Regions from separate parts of the Triticum aestivum genome. Here region 1 is linked to region 2. Evidence: chromatin contacts called from public Hi-C data. All regions are on one chromosome and are shown on one strand. Each heading gives the region's core, a stretch centred on a gene start, on an enhancer-like site or on the middle of the called end of the contact. The rest is flanking DNA. Distances are from core to core; before and after follow the strand shown.

Evidence for each region. Hi-C and Micro-C count contacts between places; a contact is called where the count stands out from the background.
Region 1: a Hi-C map of leaf shows a contact between it and region 2, with 2.8 times the contacts expected there. The contact joins the promoter of LOC123110914 here to the enhancer-like site in region 2. A contact is called at or near these places in 2 of 5 Hi-C or Micro-C datasets (both in leaf).

Annotation. Positions count from the first base shown.
Region 1 is chr5B:162,012,082-162,016,940 of IWGSC CS RefSeq v2.1, reverse strand. LOC123110914 reads left to right here and starts at 2,750. Exons shown (of 9, transcript XM_044531553.1): 1 at 2,750-2,860; 2 at 3,867-4,608. The coding sequence starts at 3,907.
Region 2 is chr5B:161,792,068-161,797,253 of IWGSC CS RefSeq v2.1, reverse strand. LOC123110912 (a long non-coding RNA gene) reads left to right here. Exons shown (of 2, transcript XR_006453805.1): 2 at 1-530. Among protein-coding and RNA genes, the nearest start is that of LOC123110912, 4.4 kb to the left of the region's middle. Within about 2 kb of position 3,838, at least 2 of the 8 cell types and tissues checked have an H3K27ac peak or open chromatin away from gene starts, as enhancers often do. A contact at or near this core is called in leaf, where this site is marked.

The sequences.
Region 1 (4,859 bases), core at 1,501-4,000, 220 kb before region 2:
TGTGTACCCCAGATAATTAACTTTTTTTGGGAAACGTTAAACAACGGCCAGCCGGTCAAACATTTTGCCAGTCGCTTCGCGCTAGCTATGTTTCATCGCACGCCGCGTGTCCCGTGGACCCTCTCGGCCGCTTTTCTCCCTCATCCTTATCTCTTTCTCTCTGGCCTCTACCACTCGTTCCTTCCCCCATTGTCATCTCCTCAACACCGTCTCCATCTCGCAGCACATAACGACCACCACCGCTGCCCCTGCCGCCGGCGCCTCGCCCGAATACCACCACTGCCCTGCGACACTCATCAAATGTTGCGCCCATCTAGCCAGAAGCTGCAACCGCCACGAGGGAGTTGCACCTCAAGTCCAGGGAGCTACAAAACTTCTAGGCACGACGACCTTTTTTGATGTGTGTGGATGTTGCGACTGGCGATGGCCAAAGCTACACGGAGGCGACTCTAATGTTGCAATCGCCACGACAACGACCGACGAGCACCGTGACGGTGAGAGCAGATGCTGGAGATGGAGACAACCTCTGCTGGCGACCATGGGTGGCGAGAAGCTGCAACCGGCATTCATGGTGCTACAACGGGCACCACTAGAAGCTAGAACTAGGGTACTAGTGTGCCATATTTTGCATTTTTACTATCATGTTTTTGTGGTTTGCTAGAACCAGCATCAAATTTTGCTACCACCGCCTTTTTGTTTTTTCTAGAACCATGTTCAATTTTGCATTTTAGATACCACTAGGGTTTTTGTTTGCTGGAACAAGCTCCAATTTTTGCTACCACAATGGATTTTTGGTTTGTTGGAACAACGCCGATTTTCCAACTTTGCTACCAACTTTATTTGGTATTTGATAGAATCATCATGAATTTTTCGCTACAATCAGCAGAATATTTTGCTGCGATCAGCAAATTGAGGGTGAGGTACAACGTGATCTCAACGACGGGTGCTGCGGCCGGTGGCCGTCGCCACCCATTGCAGCTACGACCAACTTCGCCAGATTTGCAGCCACGGGTGCACCATGCACATTGTTGCATGCATGAAGCCATCGAGAAACGCACGTCATGAGGGCAGCGGCCATTGCTTTTTGTTTCCCTCTGCTTTTGTTGGATCTGATTTTTTTAAAGAAAATGATTCCAGACCATGATCTGACGGCCAGACACGATCAAATCGGACGACGTGCATGGTGACCGGCTGAAAATTGGGCCGACCGACCGGCGTCAACCGGTCACTCTTTTTTTGCTCCTCCCAGCTCGAGGGAATTTCCTATTGGACGCACGATGCGTCATACTGTCGATGTTTCGCATAGGGGGAGACCGAGCGATGGTTCGACTGGGCCGACCCGGTTAAGCTTTCATCGTCCCTGGTTTTGCGAACCTTCTAGAGGTTTCCAGCCGATTTTTTCTGGTTTTGGGAAACGTCTAGAAGGTTCCTGAACCGGGTTTTTTCCTTGTTCTGTTTTTTTGGTTTTTTTTTCTATTTTTTTTCTTTTTTCCTTGTTCTCTTTCCTTTTCTTTGTTATTTCTTTTTTAGTTTCTCCATTTGTTTTTTATTTTATCCTGCATTCTTCATAAAAATGTTTAAAATTTGTTCACATTTCTGAAAATTATTCCGAAGTTTAATTATTCTCAAAATTTTAAAAATGTTCGCATATTTAAAAAAAATTCAAAAATAAAAATGTTCGTTTTTTTAAATTTGTTTGCCTTTCCTACAAATGCTAGTATATTTTCAAATAAAAGACTACATTGTCTGTAAAAAATGTTCGTGTTTTACAAAATTTGTTCAAATATATCAGAAAAATATCTGGTTTTCAAATTTTTGTTCACATATTTAAAAAATGTTTGTGCTTCCATATTTGTTCAGAATTTTTGAAATTGTTCTTCGTTTCAAAATGTGTTCTCAAATTTTAAAAAATGTTCTTGCTTTAGAAAATTGTTCAAAAATTCAGAAAATGTTCATGTTTTCAAGAAATGTTTCTGCTTCCGTATTTGTTCAGGACTTTCGAAATTGTTCTTCGTTTCAAAATTTGTTCTCAAATTTAAAAAAATGTTCTTGCTTTAGAAAATTGTTTACAATTTCTGAAAATGTTCATGTTTTCAAAAAAGTTTGTGCTTCCATATTTGTTCAAGATTTTCTAAATTGTTCTCCGTTTCAAAATTTGTTCTCAAATTTTAAAAAATGTTCTTGCCTTAGAAAATTGTTCACTAATTCTGAAAATGTTCATTTTTCAAAAAATGTTTGTGCTTCCATATTTGTTCAGGATTTCAGAAATTGTTCTCCATTTCAAATTTTTTTTTCTCAAACTTTAAAAAATGTTTTTGCTTTAGAAAATTGTTCACAAATTCTGAAAATGTTCATGTTTCCGAAAACATTTCAGAAATTTAAAATTTGTTCGTGATATCACAAAATTGTTTGCTCTTATCAAAACGAAATCATACGTTCAAAATTTAATTAAAATTTGGAAAATCGTAAAGGATTTTTTACAAACAGTGTTAAGTCTTATAGTTTCTTTAGTTCTTATAGCTTTCTGCTGTATATTGGTCAATCGAGCCCTTCTGTCGTCGTGGCTAGTGCGCACATAAGTCGTAAGTCCTGTGGTCGATTCCCATCCATCGCGTCCTGTAGATTTTTACAATTTTTCACCTGCTATTTTTGGTGCACTGCAATGGGCCGGCCCAATCGGCGCACCGCGACAACGTGCCTGTGTGAAAGGGCAGCGTTTTGACGCATAACGCGTCATATAGGACCTCCCCAGCTCGAGGAGGGCCGGCATCTTATGTCGCGAGTGCTTTTTCTTCCCCCACCCCACCGACAGCCACTACTGCGTGCCCACGAACTCAATCACGCAGCCAATCATTCCAACGTGAGCAGCTCCTCCCATTTCTTCTCTATATACCCCTCTTTCTCTACCCCTCTTTCTCTCTTTCCATCAATCGCTTTCGGCTCCTTGCATTGCGTTTGGATCCCCCCCTGGTAGAATCAGGTGCTTGCGCGCGCGCTCTATCTCTATATACCTCTTCGGTTGACTTGTTTGATTTCTTACTATTACCTTGTTTTCTTACCGAACTCGGTGTTGAGACATTTTAGCATTTAATTTGCATTCTTGTTTTTGGGAAATTTAATATGCATTCAATGCTGTCGTACCGAGGAGTAATTTGGTAGCGGGGTTGTAGCTTGTGTTTGTTTTGCTTCTAGAGCGCTTATACTTCGATCTAGGTGTTACTGTAGATAAGTTTCCCGTCTTTTCTACCTTGAAAAGGCGCCCATTTCTCCATACGGTTCCTTGATGCTTCTTTGTCCAACTTGTTTTTGGCGAACCCGTCTCTCTATGTTACCAGCTAAATGTTGAAACTTTGAACATGGGGTGCTTGCCACAGTTTGGTCAAAGCCATATTCTTTCTCAGATCTCACCGTGCTGGTAGCATAGATTTCCCGTCTTACCTGATTTTATTCTAGTATAGTTAAATTGCTGTGATGTGGAACGCGAAATGCATTTTGTTTCTGTCGTCTAATATTGCGCCGTTTTTGTTTCCTCCGTCAATCGTTGTCTTGTTTGATTAGTACGTATTCTGTTTCAGGGGTCTTGGCAAAAGTGCAGTTTTAGAGATCTTGCTTAAAATGCCGTTTTAGGGTGGCTTCTACAGTTTTTACCTAAATCTTGATCGCCTGGTGTTATTCCCGTGATACAGTGTTGCAAACTAGTTTTTCTTGTAATGTCATTTCTCATAAATTTTGACTAAGTGCATATAATTTCACATGCATCTTTTGTCGATTTTCCACAGAGAATATATTCATCATCAGCATAACAGACTCTTTGTCTTTTATTTATGGTGCCATCAGTTGTATTTATGAGAGGTTTTCATCTTCAGATACCATCCATAAGCTCCATCAGGTTCTAGTGTTTGAGCAATGGTGCTGGGCCTCCGTACTAAGACAAAGAAGGATGCTGCCATCCATGTAGACTTCAACATCTTCATCCAGGAGATAAGCCCATGGCCCCCTTCTGAATCCCTCAAGTCTTTGCGTTCTGCGGTTCTTTTTTGGGAAAATGGTGAGCGCAATTCAGGGAAGACAAACACCGTTGCACCTTCAGTCTGCTCAGGTTCCACAGCGGGGAAGATCGAATTTAACGAGTTCATAAGCATACAGGTTGTTTTTCAGAAGGAGGGCTCATCGAAAAGTGGAAAGTGGCAAAAGAACTTGCTTGAGTTGAATTTATATGAACCAAGGAGGGATAAGCTGAAGGGGCAACATTTGGGAACTGCAACACTAGACTTGGCAGAACATGCACTGTTTCTTGAGGACACTGTTGTTCCGGTGCCTCTCAACTCGAAGAGAAGCTTTAAAAGTAATGCACATCCTATGGTTTATCTTCGAATCCAGCCATTGGATGGGGACAGCTCAAGTGTTTCCTCGAGAGATGCATTACCAAAAGAGGCATCAGCTGATAAGGATTCAAAGGACTTCATGTCTGCAACAATGAGTGAGGACTACACTGAGGATGCTGGGTTTGCTTCCTTCACCGATGACGATGAGGAAGGAACTCCATGTCCGTACCACTCAGATGGAAATGTGCATACAGGTAGTAATAGATCTCAGGACTCTGTCAAGGTAAATACCAAATACAGATCCATATTTAGATGTAGATTGACTCATGTAATAAACTAGAAACACTTGGGTAGGGCATAGGGAGCTTACTACTACCGTCTTGTTTCCACTTTCCGTTACATTTATTAAGTTTTAATTGATATTTAAAGAGGCTTTTTGCAGTACCTTTTACTACTTGCACATCCTATGATATTTAAAGAGGTTTATAAGGCTTGCGCGTATCTCTAGGTTGACAAGTTATATGTCACAAAAAA
Region 2 (5,186 bases), core at 2,589-5,088:
ATGAGCAGTACGATGATGAGGCTGCTGACATAATTCTTCTGGCTACCGGTGGTGACCCCTGTGCAACAATTTTGCATGCTAGATCAGGGGCATGAAAGGTTAACTTTTCACTTCTTTTCTAGATCAGCAACTTGATTGCTTCGCGTGCTGGCATCATTGCTTAGGTTGAATGCTACAACCTGAACGCAACTGAGCATTTTAAATTTGTTCGTCTTCTTGTAACTTGGTTTCAGTCATTTACATTCAACTATCCTTTGTCTGATTTTGAGAATGAGCAGGTTAAATCAATGAGGAAGAAGGTAGGGCTAAAATTCAGGATTATCAATCAAATTTAGGAGCAACATTATAGTATGAAGATCGCTTTATATCATCTAAGCAAATTGTTGAAGATATGTAGCTTGTTAAGCATTATGGACATGTCCCTTGTGGATTATTATCACATCTCAGTTACCGGTTTTGTTTGTTTTAATTTTGGACTCACGATGTTCAATTTGTAAGGAATTGTGAAATAGGAAGGCATATTCAATTCATGTATGCATATGTTTTATTGCTCCGTAACAATGCACAGGCACCTTGCTGTTTGGTGCTTGCTTGCCACGTTTAATGTGTTTTTTTCATAATCCACGGTAATGTTTATATTGTTCTAAAGGACGATCTTTATAAAATGAATTTTCTTTTGGATTATATAATCCTGTCTCTAAAAAGTTAGCTAGATTTATAATGTTCACATAGTTGCAATGTTGTTGCGTTGGTATCTACTATTAAGGTCCCACTTCCATGCATGGCCAATGAGCTTGAGTTACACATCTCTACTTTTAATGGAGCAGTTGGTGAATAGTTTCCACGGTTTATTTTTGCTGGTTTTTTTCGTCTCTCCTCCCACCACCCCCTTCCATCCTGGTCCATCGGTTTATTTTTCTCTCAACTCTTTATTACAACCAGGACTTTCCTAACGTATAACAAATCACGGATCTAACTTCCTTAAATAATAAATTTTTAAGAAACAAATAATAGATTTGAATCTAACTTTCCTAACTTATCTAAATCAATCGATTTCTCTCATTAGTGAAATTTATTTTAGAAAACAAATAACAGACACGTCACAAACTTTCCTCTCAATAAATAGTTTTTTAACATTTGCAAACTTTCCTAATCAGACACGTCACAAACGAACAATAAAACCCCATTTGCATAGAAATCAGTTCAAAATTGTAACTTTCCTAAATTTTTACCTTTCCTTGATAACATCCAATATTTTCTATGTTTTTCACCTATTGAAGGAAATCACCCCTCCATCGATATTAGCATTTTTTTGGAATGAGATCTCTGGGTTATGATTTTTCTGCGATTCTTTCCAATTGTGACCTCTCCTTTCGCTCTGGCTTCTTCTCGCATAATCACCTCCACCACAGCCAGTTGACGCCACCCAGACCTCTGGCCTCTCCACACCTTCTCCGCCACCTCCTCCTCGTACTCCATTGACAATTCCCCCGCCACGTTTGTCCACGACGGTGTTGAGGGCATGGCGCAACAGCGTACCAGTGGTAGAGCAGCGCATAGCAGCAGTAAGAAGCACGCAGCAGGCGAGGCGAGCGACCAACGATGGAGGGCAGAGATGCGGCCGGCGTGGCTGAGGGGGCGGCCGGCAGAAGATGGCCGCGACAGGAGGCGGCGCGAGGCAGTGGCGCGACAGCGGAGCGAGCGAAGGGATAGGCGGCAGCAGACAGGGCGAGCGCAGCTAGCGAGAGTGTGACGCGCGGCCAGGGTGTGCGTCGCGCGGGGCACAGTGGTGCGGTGGCTGTGGCGAGCGTGATGACAACGGCTGGCGCGACGGACGCGGTGTGGCACGTGCGTGGGCATGGAGAGCCAGAGAGGGAGTGTCCCCGCGGGCGCGGAAGAAGAGCTGAAGGCTCGGGCATGGGCGCGCATAGGAGCGGGCATGTGCCACGGGGTCAATCCGAGGAGCTCAGTGGCTACCCCTGCAATGGCCATGACGGATGGCGGTTCTCGGCCACGGCGAAATACCTAACGAGAGCAAACGAGAGGAGAAATTGGGGAAAGGCAAGAGGAGATCACGACGGTGTCGATGGCACCCTAGGGGAAGACAAGGGAGCTCGGGGCTGCGCGGATCGAACGACAATGTCGCGGTGGCCGAAGGTTGAGGAAGACGGCAACGACGTCGATCTAGGGGTGCTGGACTTGATCTCGTTGGCGCAGACGAAGTAGCAGAGGCATTCGGAGCTCCTCGACATGCTCCTAGCCAGCACGGAGGGCAGTGGCCGCGTGGACGGGGTCGGTCATGGTGGCCGTGGCATCTGACTTCGTCCAGATCACCGGGATCGAGCGAGCGAGGAGGAGAAGTGGATCTGGGAGGGGGCGTCGAGGAGGAGTGAGGCCATGGGGGCAGGGGAGGCAGGGCGTCACCCTTATCCATTCCCATTCGACGCCGGCGAGGTGGTCGGGCGGGAGCCCGGCTCTGTAGCGATGGGCTCGGGGAACAGGAGAAGACGACCGTGCGGGGACTGGACCACTGGGCCGGTTCGGTGGCAAGGCCCGGGTAGGGGGAATCCCCATTTTCATCGTCCTTTTGGTTTTTAATGTATTCTAATCCGTTTCTCCTTTTTAACACCGTTTTGTATTTATTCTTATATCAACTAAATGGATTTTGTTAATTGTGAAACTATGCACACAATTCGAGCACAATATTTTTAGGTGGCACAAAAAGTTTGGGGCCAAAAGGAAATACATAAAATTAGGTTTATATTTAATTGGTTATTTTAACTACTGTTGGACCTCTTATTAATTTGACAAGATTTAATTTTTGGGTCAAATAATGTTGGGCTCAACATGTCAAAGATCAGTGGAATTTATAGAATATGGTGAACATTTCAGTTTTACTGTTTGACGAAATAATTTATTTGACTTTATTTTAAATTTGAATTGGGCTTTGATTTTTATCAAGTGGCAGTTTGGCTTAGCAAGCCTGATGACATGGCATCATTAGGGGGAGGTCACTGTAGCTAACGACTTGAGGTGTTACATAATTTTCCCATTTTTAAAATTTCATTGTTAAATGATTGGGGAATATATCACATTATTCATTAGTTCAGTCAAGCTCACCACAAGTCCACACATTATTGCCAATTGAGTAAGTCTTATTGGCGGGGAGAATAGGCTATGTGTGTGTTAGAGAGATGGAGAGAGAGTGAGGAAGAGGGAGGGGGGAGAGAGTGTGTGTGAGGATTTGATGGTAAAAAAGATCGCCAATGTCGTAATATTAAACTCTTAAAGTTAATGTGGCCCGTTGCAACGCACGTGCGTTCTTCTAGTATACCTGTAAATATGTGTGTACAGATTACGATATTAGGCGTTAGTTCAATCCAAGATACTATGTTGGAAACATGAAAATACTCGGCTCCCGTAGCAATGCGCGGGTTCTAATCTACTCCCTTCGTCCCATAATGTAAGATGTTTTTTAAAACTACATTATGAGACGGAGGGAGTAGTTTATAAAAAACTATGGTGCATCCTAGGTGTTAGGTTCCCCCAAAGAAAAACGCATCGTTGCTCCTTGGGCAGCTCGGGTGGAAAACCTAGCCGCTGGCAGCAGCCCCCACCTCCTCTTGCTGCTGCCGGCGTTTGTAGTCGGGCAAAGCCTGATGGCGGCCGGTGGCTGCCGGTGTTTCGTCGCGCGGTCTGGCTCGGCTGCCTGCTCCTTGGTGGATGTGCCATGCGTGTGTTGGTCAAGCGTTGCTGCCCTGTGTGACTCCCTTTGTGTGACTCCTTGGTGGATGCATATGCTGGTCAAGCGTGGTGGCTGCTTTGCTTCGGCGATCTAGCGTCCGTGGTCACATCTGCGGTGACGTGTATCCGACGACGGAAGGTGTCAGGACACATGCGACGGCATCCGGTCCGCCGCGCACTTCTTGTCTTGTGGCAAGGCAGTTTGTGCCGCTCCAGCACGACGCGGGTACTGGTTCCAAGGGGCTGCGGCCTCGAGCTCTCTTCTGCGGACAACCAGAGCTTGGCCCAGATCCGGCGAGAGTGGCGACTTCTTTGCTTCGGCGATCTGGCGTCCATGGTCACAGCTGCGGTGTCGTGTACGCGACGACTAGAAGGTGTCCTGTTCGTTGGATACGTGCGGCGGCTTCTGGTCGGCCGCGCACTTCTCTCCTGGTGGCTAGACAGTTTGTGCTGCTCTAGCATGACGCGGGTAGTGGTTCCAAAGGGTTGCGGCCTCGAGCTCTCTTTTGCGGACAAGCAGAGCTTGACCCAGATCCGGCGAGTGGCGGCTTCTTTGCTTCAGCGATCTGGCGTCCATGGTCACAGCTGCGGTGCTGTGTACGCGACAAATGGAAGGTGTCTTGTTCGTTGGATACGTGCGGCGACTTCCGGTCTTCTGGTGGCAAGACAGTTTGTGCCGCTCTAGCACGATGCGGGTAGTGGTTCCAAGGGGTTGCAGTCTCGAGCTCTCTTCTGCGGACAACCAGAGCTTGACCCAGATTCGACGAGATGGTGGTCCAGGCATGCATGAATCATCCCGTGATTGCTTGTTGGTCGACTAGTTGATGCATGGTGTGAGGCTTGCGAGGTTGATCCAGGCGAAAGCCTTGTCTCCAGTCATGGCCAGAGCCGATGATGACACACTCTTGCGCGCTGTTCCCTTCGTGATGGCATCGTAGAGGTGATGATCTTGGCCCTTCATTTAAGCAGTTTCAGGGGAAACCCTAGATCTGTGTGATCGGACGATGGCGGCGTGTTTATATCGTGTCCCTCTCTAGGATTGAAAGTATGTCTTGGGGGGGGGGGGGGGGGGGGTAATTAGACTACTTGACCAAATGATACCTAATCTTTTTCCAATTTTAGTTGTAGGCAGATTTTAACAATTATGACAAGTCAAGCAACACCCTACACATGCAATTCTAAGAGTATACCAGCGGAAAATAAGACATTGGACATGTAAGTAAAGTGCGCATGCGCGCGGGGGTGGGGGGGGGGTGGAGAAGGCAAACGCAATGGGGACATGGTGATTCTTGGCGTGGTTCCGATAGGTGGTGCTATCGTACGTCCACTTTGATGAAGACTTCAACCCACGAAGGGTAATGGTTGCGCGAGTCCACGGAGGGCTCCGCCCCCGAAGGGTCCACGAAGAAGCAACCTTGTCTATCCCACCATGGCCATCGTCC